Regions from separate parts of the Sus scrofa genome. Here region 1 is linked to region 2. Evidence: chromatin contacts called from public Hi-C data. All regions are on one chromosome and are shown on one strand. Each heading gives the region's core, a stretch centred on a gene start, on an enhancer-like site or on the middle of the called end of the contact. The rest is flanking DNA. Distances are from core to core; before and after follow the strand shown. Region 1 overlaps PDE4B (phosphodiesterase 4B). Region 2 overlaps PDE4B (phosphodiesterase 4B).

Evidence for each region. Hi-C and Micro-C count contacts between places; a contact is called where the count stands out from the background.
Region 1: a Hi-C map of liver shows a contact between it and region 2, with 7 times the contacts expected there. The contact joins two enhancer-like sites. A contact is called at or near these places in 1 of 5 promoter capture datasets (liver), 28 of 47 Hi-C or Micro-C datasets (alveolar macrophages, blood, brain and 10 more) and 2 of 2 datasets of contacts at active chromatin or transcription factors (alveolar macrophages and skeletal muscle).

What each region holds. Positions count from the first base shown.
Region 1 is chr6:146,272,450-146,275,412 of Sscrofa11.1, forward strand. All of the region lies in intron 8 of PDE4B (phosphodiesterase 4B), which reads right to left. All of the region lies in intron 1 of LOC102162258 (a long non-coding RNA gene), which reads left to right. Among named protein-coding and RNA genes, the nearest start is that of SGIP1, 220 kb to the left of the region's middle. Within about 2 kb of position 1,617, at least 42 of the 83 cell types and tissues checked have an H3K27ac peak or open chromatin away from gene starts, as enhancers often do. A contact at or near this core is called in alveolar macrophages, fetal liver, liver and 2 more, where this site is marked.
Region 2 is chr6:146,215,199-146,218,278 of Sscrofa11.1, forward strand. The region is part of intron 8 of PDE4B (phosphodiesterase 4B); the gene reads right to left. Among named protein-coding and RNA genes, the nearest start is that of SGIP1, 170 kb to the left of the region's middle. Within about 2 kb of position 1,438, at least 8 of the 83 cell types and tissues checked have an H3K27ac peak or open chromatin away from gene starts, as enhancers often do. A contact at or near this core is called in alveolar macrophages, fetal liver, liver and 2 more, where this site is marked.

The DNA of each region.
Region 1 (2,963 bases), core at 367-2,866, 57 kb after region 2:
AACTCAGCGATCTACTGTGCTTGGGGGTAGGGGTTAAAGGGAGAGATGAGGACAAAGAAGGATTTAGAAGCAAAATTCTGAGAGACTTTGCAAACCTGGTAAGAAGTAAGGATCTTATCTGGACGGTTAAAGATCACTCGCTCAGCAAACAATATAACCATAACTGGATTTTAGAAGAATAATTCCAGTCACAGAATGGAAGGTGGATTGAAGTGTGTGGGGGGAATGAGTACAATAACTAAGCTGAAGGACCCCCCACCAGGGTTAACGTAGAGAAGGATGGAGCACGACACTAAGGGAGGGAGGATGGGAAGAAAACCAGGGGGTAAGATTGGAGCAAAGACCCCAAGAGCCAGCTGTGGGAGGTGGAGCGATAAAAGATGGTGGAGAGATACACAGAGCCAGGAATGTGGGGAAAGGCGCAGTGGTGGAGTTGGGGGTGGATCTGGGCCTCCGGATGAACCCAAAGGGGTTACTAAAGGTGGCTGGATGTCTGGCATTTCTGTGCCTACTTACTGATAAGCGTGTATACACACTTACTGATAAGGAGCGCAGGGAGTGAAGGGACAGGGTTAGGAAAGGCGATGAGCGCTAAGACCAGCACGGTGGATTCTGATAACCGGATTCGGAGAGAGCGCTCTGCTCAAGATGGCTCCCCGACTTCGTGCCTGGGGGCAAAGTCAGAAGAGTCCAGGTGTGAGGGCAAGATTTGGCTCTGACTCCTGGGCCTGTCCAGGTAAATAGAGTTGTCAGGAATACCCAGGAAGAGACAGATGTTTCCTGAAGAGCCCTCTCTGACATGCCGGCGAGCTGCATGACCAGGCTTGAGGCTGGCAGCAGCTGGGCTTTGGGAGGACACAGGCACGTGGGCAGCCTCCTGCCTCCTGCGGGACTCTGCAGATGAGCCAACTGAGAGAAGTGAAGCTTTCTTCTCTGTCGCCTCCTCCACCCTTTGCTTTAGAGCCTGAGTGCCGAAGCACAGGGCAGGCTGCACAAAGGTTGATTCATAGATGAGGGGCTGCAGCTAGAAGTCACCTAGAAGCAGCAGAAAGGACAAATGTGCGTGTGCGTGTGTGTGTGTGTGTGCAGGACACTGTTTATTCAGGCCACGAGGAGACAATAGCTCATATGGGCAGACAATAGCGATTTGCCTAGATAATTTATGCCACCAAATAAACATCAGGATAGGCTGTGTAGAGCTAAAGATGAGACACATTTTTTAAGAGTGGGGTGTCTCCCTTCAGAGTCTCAATGACAGGAGATGCTTTTGCACACAAAACATTCAGGCAACAATATCTAGGCATCTGCTCCAGCCTACTGTAACCAAAGAGAAAGAAAGGCCGGAACTAAAATGCAAAAGAAAGAAAGAAACTGTGTTTGGAGATAGGTCTGCTACAGTATAAACTTTTGCCTTTCCCTGGCTCACTGCTATAGCAAAACCTGATGGTTGTCTTTGTAAAAAACGTGTCTGTATCTAGGTCCCTGGCAGTGATTTGCCTCTGGGAGGGCCAGCAATCTATTTAATGACTCCATTGACGTCAATAGCATAACTGAAATACTTACTAACATGCATGATTCCAACTTTCAGGGGGGGTGGGTGGATGGTGTTTCTCAGCAGTGCAAAAACACGAAGTGGAACCAAGGCGGAACGAACTCCAGTCTTTAGGCAGCAAGTGAGAGATGAGAGGCTGTGGGTCTCCTCAGTTCCATTTAATACAAAGAAACATTCACACTAAATTTAGAAATTAATTTGGAAGTAGTGAAGTAGCCATTAATGAGCAGAGTATTATTTTTGGTAACCTTTGCTCAAGGGTAACATTTTAACTCTTCACACTTCAGTTGACTTGCTCATGTTTTTTTTTTGCAACTTACCCTTATCTCATTTTAGGACACATGGAATACTTGCAAATCAATATAAACAGCTCGATGCTGGGGCTCTGAGGTAAGCTTATTCAGGAGGGCTAATTTGAACGAAAGTAATCCCTACAAAACAACCATTTGGGGAAATACTCTCAGAACTACTACAGCTTTTCCAGTGCATCTGCCCTGTTATTTTGTATGCAGACTGTCTAAACATTCGAGGTGAATAATTAAGGAAATTACCCCAATAATTCAGGCCACACAACATTCAGGAAAAGAAGAAAAAAACAATCTGATGTTTTTAGGCTTTTTTTTCTTTCCTTTCCGCTCTCTCTCTGTAATTCCCTCCAATTTCTCCTTTTGTGCGAGTGGCCGCAGCCTTTGGTAACAAGATTGACTTTATTAGTATTTGTTCATAAGTGTTGTAACCCTGCTTGACAGTTCTTGCTTAATGTAGAAACGGAGCAAATGTGCTGCTTGTGCTGGGCTTCATTTCCAGTCATCTGACTCAGATCACTCTCAGGCCATCACCGTGGCTCAGAGAGCCCTTTACTGCTGTACACACGGTCCCTCTCTCATCCTAGACTCTGGCTGCTCCAGCCAAGAATGAGAACCGAAGCAAGGTCATGACTTTCTGAATTTCTTAGGATCCCAGGTAACCCACGGAGCCTCTTGTCCACTCCTCAAATAAACGCTGCATCTGACACACCCACATGAACCTTTCCAGGAGGAATCGTGGTCAGCAACAAAGACACAGGAGGAACTCATACTGAGAAATAGGCTTCTGGATTAACCAGTAAAAAGCCATTTCCTCCCCAGAATGACCTGGGGGACACATATAGAAGAAATGGATCCCCATGAGCACTAAAAAATATCAAGTCTGTTTCTCACTTAGGTCAACCTATTTCAATCTTACTGGAAAGCTCTATATTATCTCATCCTATTTCTCTGTACTTTTCTCGAAATATACCTAGTTGACTGGTGTTGAAAACCACCATGAGCCGAGGCTATGGATACCCAGGCTTTGAACCTGCAGCAGTCGAGCCTGAGTCCTCAAGGCATTTCTCGAGTCATCTTTGTGACATGGCTTGCTGACATTTCTA
Region 2 (3,080 bases), core at 188-2,687:
CATCTCCCCCACATCCAGGTCTCCCTGTTGTTAACACCTTATAATGGCACATTTGTCACAATTAATGAAGGACATGCAGAGGGATGCCAGGAGGAAAGTGCGGACCCTCATAGGACCCCAGAGGCCCTGCCTCCTAAGACTGAGGGCATATGCACAACTTACCAGCAGCTGCGGTGCCCCTACCTGCCAGTTTCGAAACTGATGTGCTGTCCCCTGGCCCCACACCCAGGGCAGGCTCTGGAAAAGTCAGAGATTTCCCTTCATAGGCTACCAATGGTCCAACCCACAGCAGAGAGGTGACAAAGAGTGCTGCCATCGCTGCACTGGGATGTGCTAGATACCTGGGTCAGGGGTGGACAGGAAGTGCACCTCCACCAAGACACGGCCTCTGTCTACCATGTAACATCCATGCCCCACCTGAGACGTTGCCAGGCACACACGCCTAACTCAGACGCTCTCTGCACCTGCACCCAGGCCCTGATGGGAGTGGATGGCAGCAGGGGTCACAGGCAGGCATAGGGAGAAGGATGCTGGATGAGCCCTGGGGTGCTAAGGATCAGGGAGACGGGTGGCTGAGGACATGACCAGGGGAGGCAGGCAGGTGACAGGAGATGGGAGAGTGCTTGAGCCAAGGCTCCAAGCCACGGGAGTATATGCTCCATTTTCCCATCAGACATACAAAACACAAGATCAAAGATAAAATCATTACGAGTTTCAAAACTGACTACGGCGCCCTTCTGAGTGAGGGGGCCCTGTGCAGCATCCGGACTCGCAGGCCCACAAAGCTGGTCCTATTGCTTTTCTTACAAAAAGAGGCTCCGAGAAGGGACAATGCTTAGCACCCCAGAAGCAAATCTCAAGAGGATAAGAGCCAGTAATGGGACTATGTATGGTCATGGGGTGGCTCTAGTTGTCAAGAATTTCCAGAAGGAAAAAGGAGCAGGGAGAACCTCCCCTCTGTTCTTCCCTTCTTTCCCTCTTTCACTTCAATAAGAGCAACAACGGAAGACTTCCTTCCTTCTGCCGGTCTGGTAAGTGTTGCGTTTGACCTTGAGAAACAGGAAGAGGAGCTGGGTGGATAATAAATATTAATCTGGTAATAATACACGGTATTCATATAGCTTCTTTCTCAAAGGAGCTCCAAGCACACTGCCATTAATCCTTGCAACATCTCCGTGCAATAAACACCCAAGAGGTATGATTATCTCTCATTCACCTTAAGGCAAAAGCTAAGTCTGAGGTTAAATTAATAGAACAAGATTCTGGGCAAAACCATATCTTGGTCAATGGAAGACAGGATTCACCTCAGGACTGAAAATGCAGGCATTCCTGAAACTGCTGCTTTTAAAGTGGCATCGAACCCTTAGGTCTTTTCTATTTAAAATTGTGTAACTGCTTTCCTAAATGTTGTCATTTCTTGACTCTCCTCTTCCCTTTTCTGATCCAGCTAACGCAGCCACTAGCACGATATTTACTGTGCAATATTTACTCAGAAAACCTGGCTTGGTTCTGGTCCCGCCTCTTGCTTCTGTGGGTAACCTCAGGCAAGTTACCTACATTTGCTGAGACTACACTTCTTTATCTTACAATGAACACAGGAAAAATGCTTACCCAGTTCTCCCAGGGGAGGTAGCATGGGAGAATACACACAAAACCAGAGCGCAAACTTTCAACACACATTCTGTCAATATCATATTTATTATTACAGATGGGATATGGGTGCCGTGTAGAAAATTAGAAAATTACAGAGAAGCAAAAACATCAAATGGATAAAAATATCACATTTTTACCAAGCAGAGATACCATTGGTAGTCCCCTTGTGCATATCCTTTCGTGTGTGTGTGTGTGTGTGTAATTAAAACAGATGACATGGTACAAACTGTGGAGTAACAATCTTTTTTTTTTTTTTTCAGTCAAGGATCTCCTCTCTTCTGCTTTGATACTTTTCCAGCTCAGCTAATACTTAGGCCATATTTCAAGAGTCCCCGTTTTTTCATGCACGTTCAATAGAACATGGGTGTCAGTAGAGGAGTGCTGGGCATGACAGACGCAGAGAGAGGTGACAGGAAAGGGCGATAAGAAACCTCAGCCTGGCCACAAAGGGCAAGCTGCTCAGAGCTAGAAAGCCTGGGAACGGATCTGAGCAGAGACGAAGTCAGTGGTCCAGCTGGTAACAGGCCTCAGGTGCCCTGAAAGTTGGCCCCACACTCTGCGTAGGAGAGCATCTTCTTATTCCTGCTCTCTGGGGGAGAAGGGGACAGAGGCCTTTACATACTTATATCATTTGACTCGGAAGCTCTCAGTATGAGGGTTTTTTATTTTATTTTATTTTACTTATTTATTTATTTTGCTTTTTAGGGCCGCACCCACGGCATATGAAAGTTCCCAGGCTAGGGGTCTAATCAGAGCTACCGCTTCCGTTTTATGCCACAGCTGCAGCAACGCAGGATCCGAGCTGCCTCTACGACCTACACCACAGCTCCCGGCAATGCCAGATCCTTAACCTACTGAGCGAGGGCAAGGATCGCACCTGCAACCTCATGGTTCCTGGTCGGATTCATTTCTGCTGCGCCACAATGGGAACTCCAAAGGGCTTCTTAATACAAGTGAGAAACCTGGGGCTCAGAGAGGTCCCAAATCCACATAATTAGCAAGTGAAAGCATCATGAGATACCTAAAATAAAAATATTTGCTATCAACTATACCTCAATGCAATTTTTCGTTGAGATAGGATTGAGACCTACAGAAAAAGCTGGGCATGTTTCATGTATTCAGCTGGATGAGGTTGAGGGTAAATACATAGCCGTGAGCCCATCACTGAAAATAATCACATAACCCTAAGCATCACTTCTAAATATTTTCTCCCTCCCTCTTTGTGTGTGTGTGTGTGTGTGTGTGTGTGTGTGTGTGTGCGTGTGCCTTAACAATTTTTTACATGTATTATACAGCCATGCTATATACACAGTGGGTCTAGGACTTATCCACCTTACGCATTTGAAACTTTTGACCAACACCTTCCCAATCCCCCTTCGCCCAGCTCCTGATACAAATACCACTCTACTCTCAGCTTCTATGAGTTT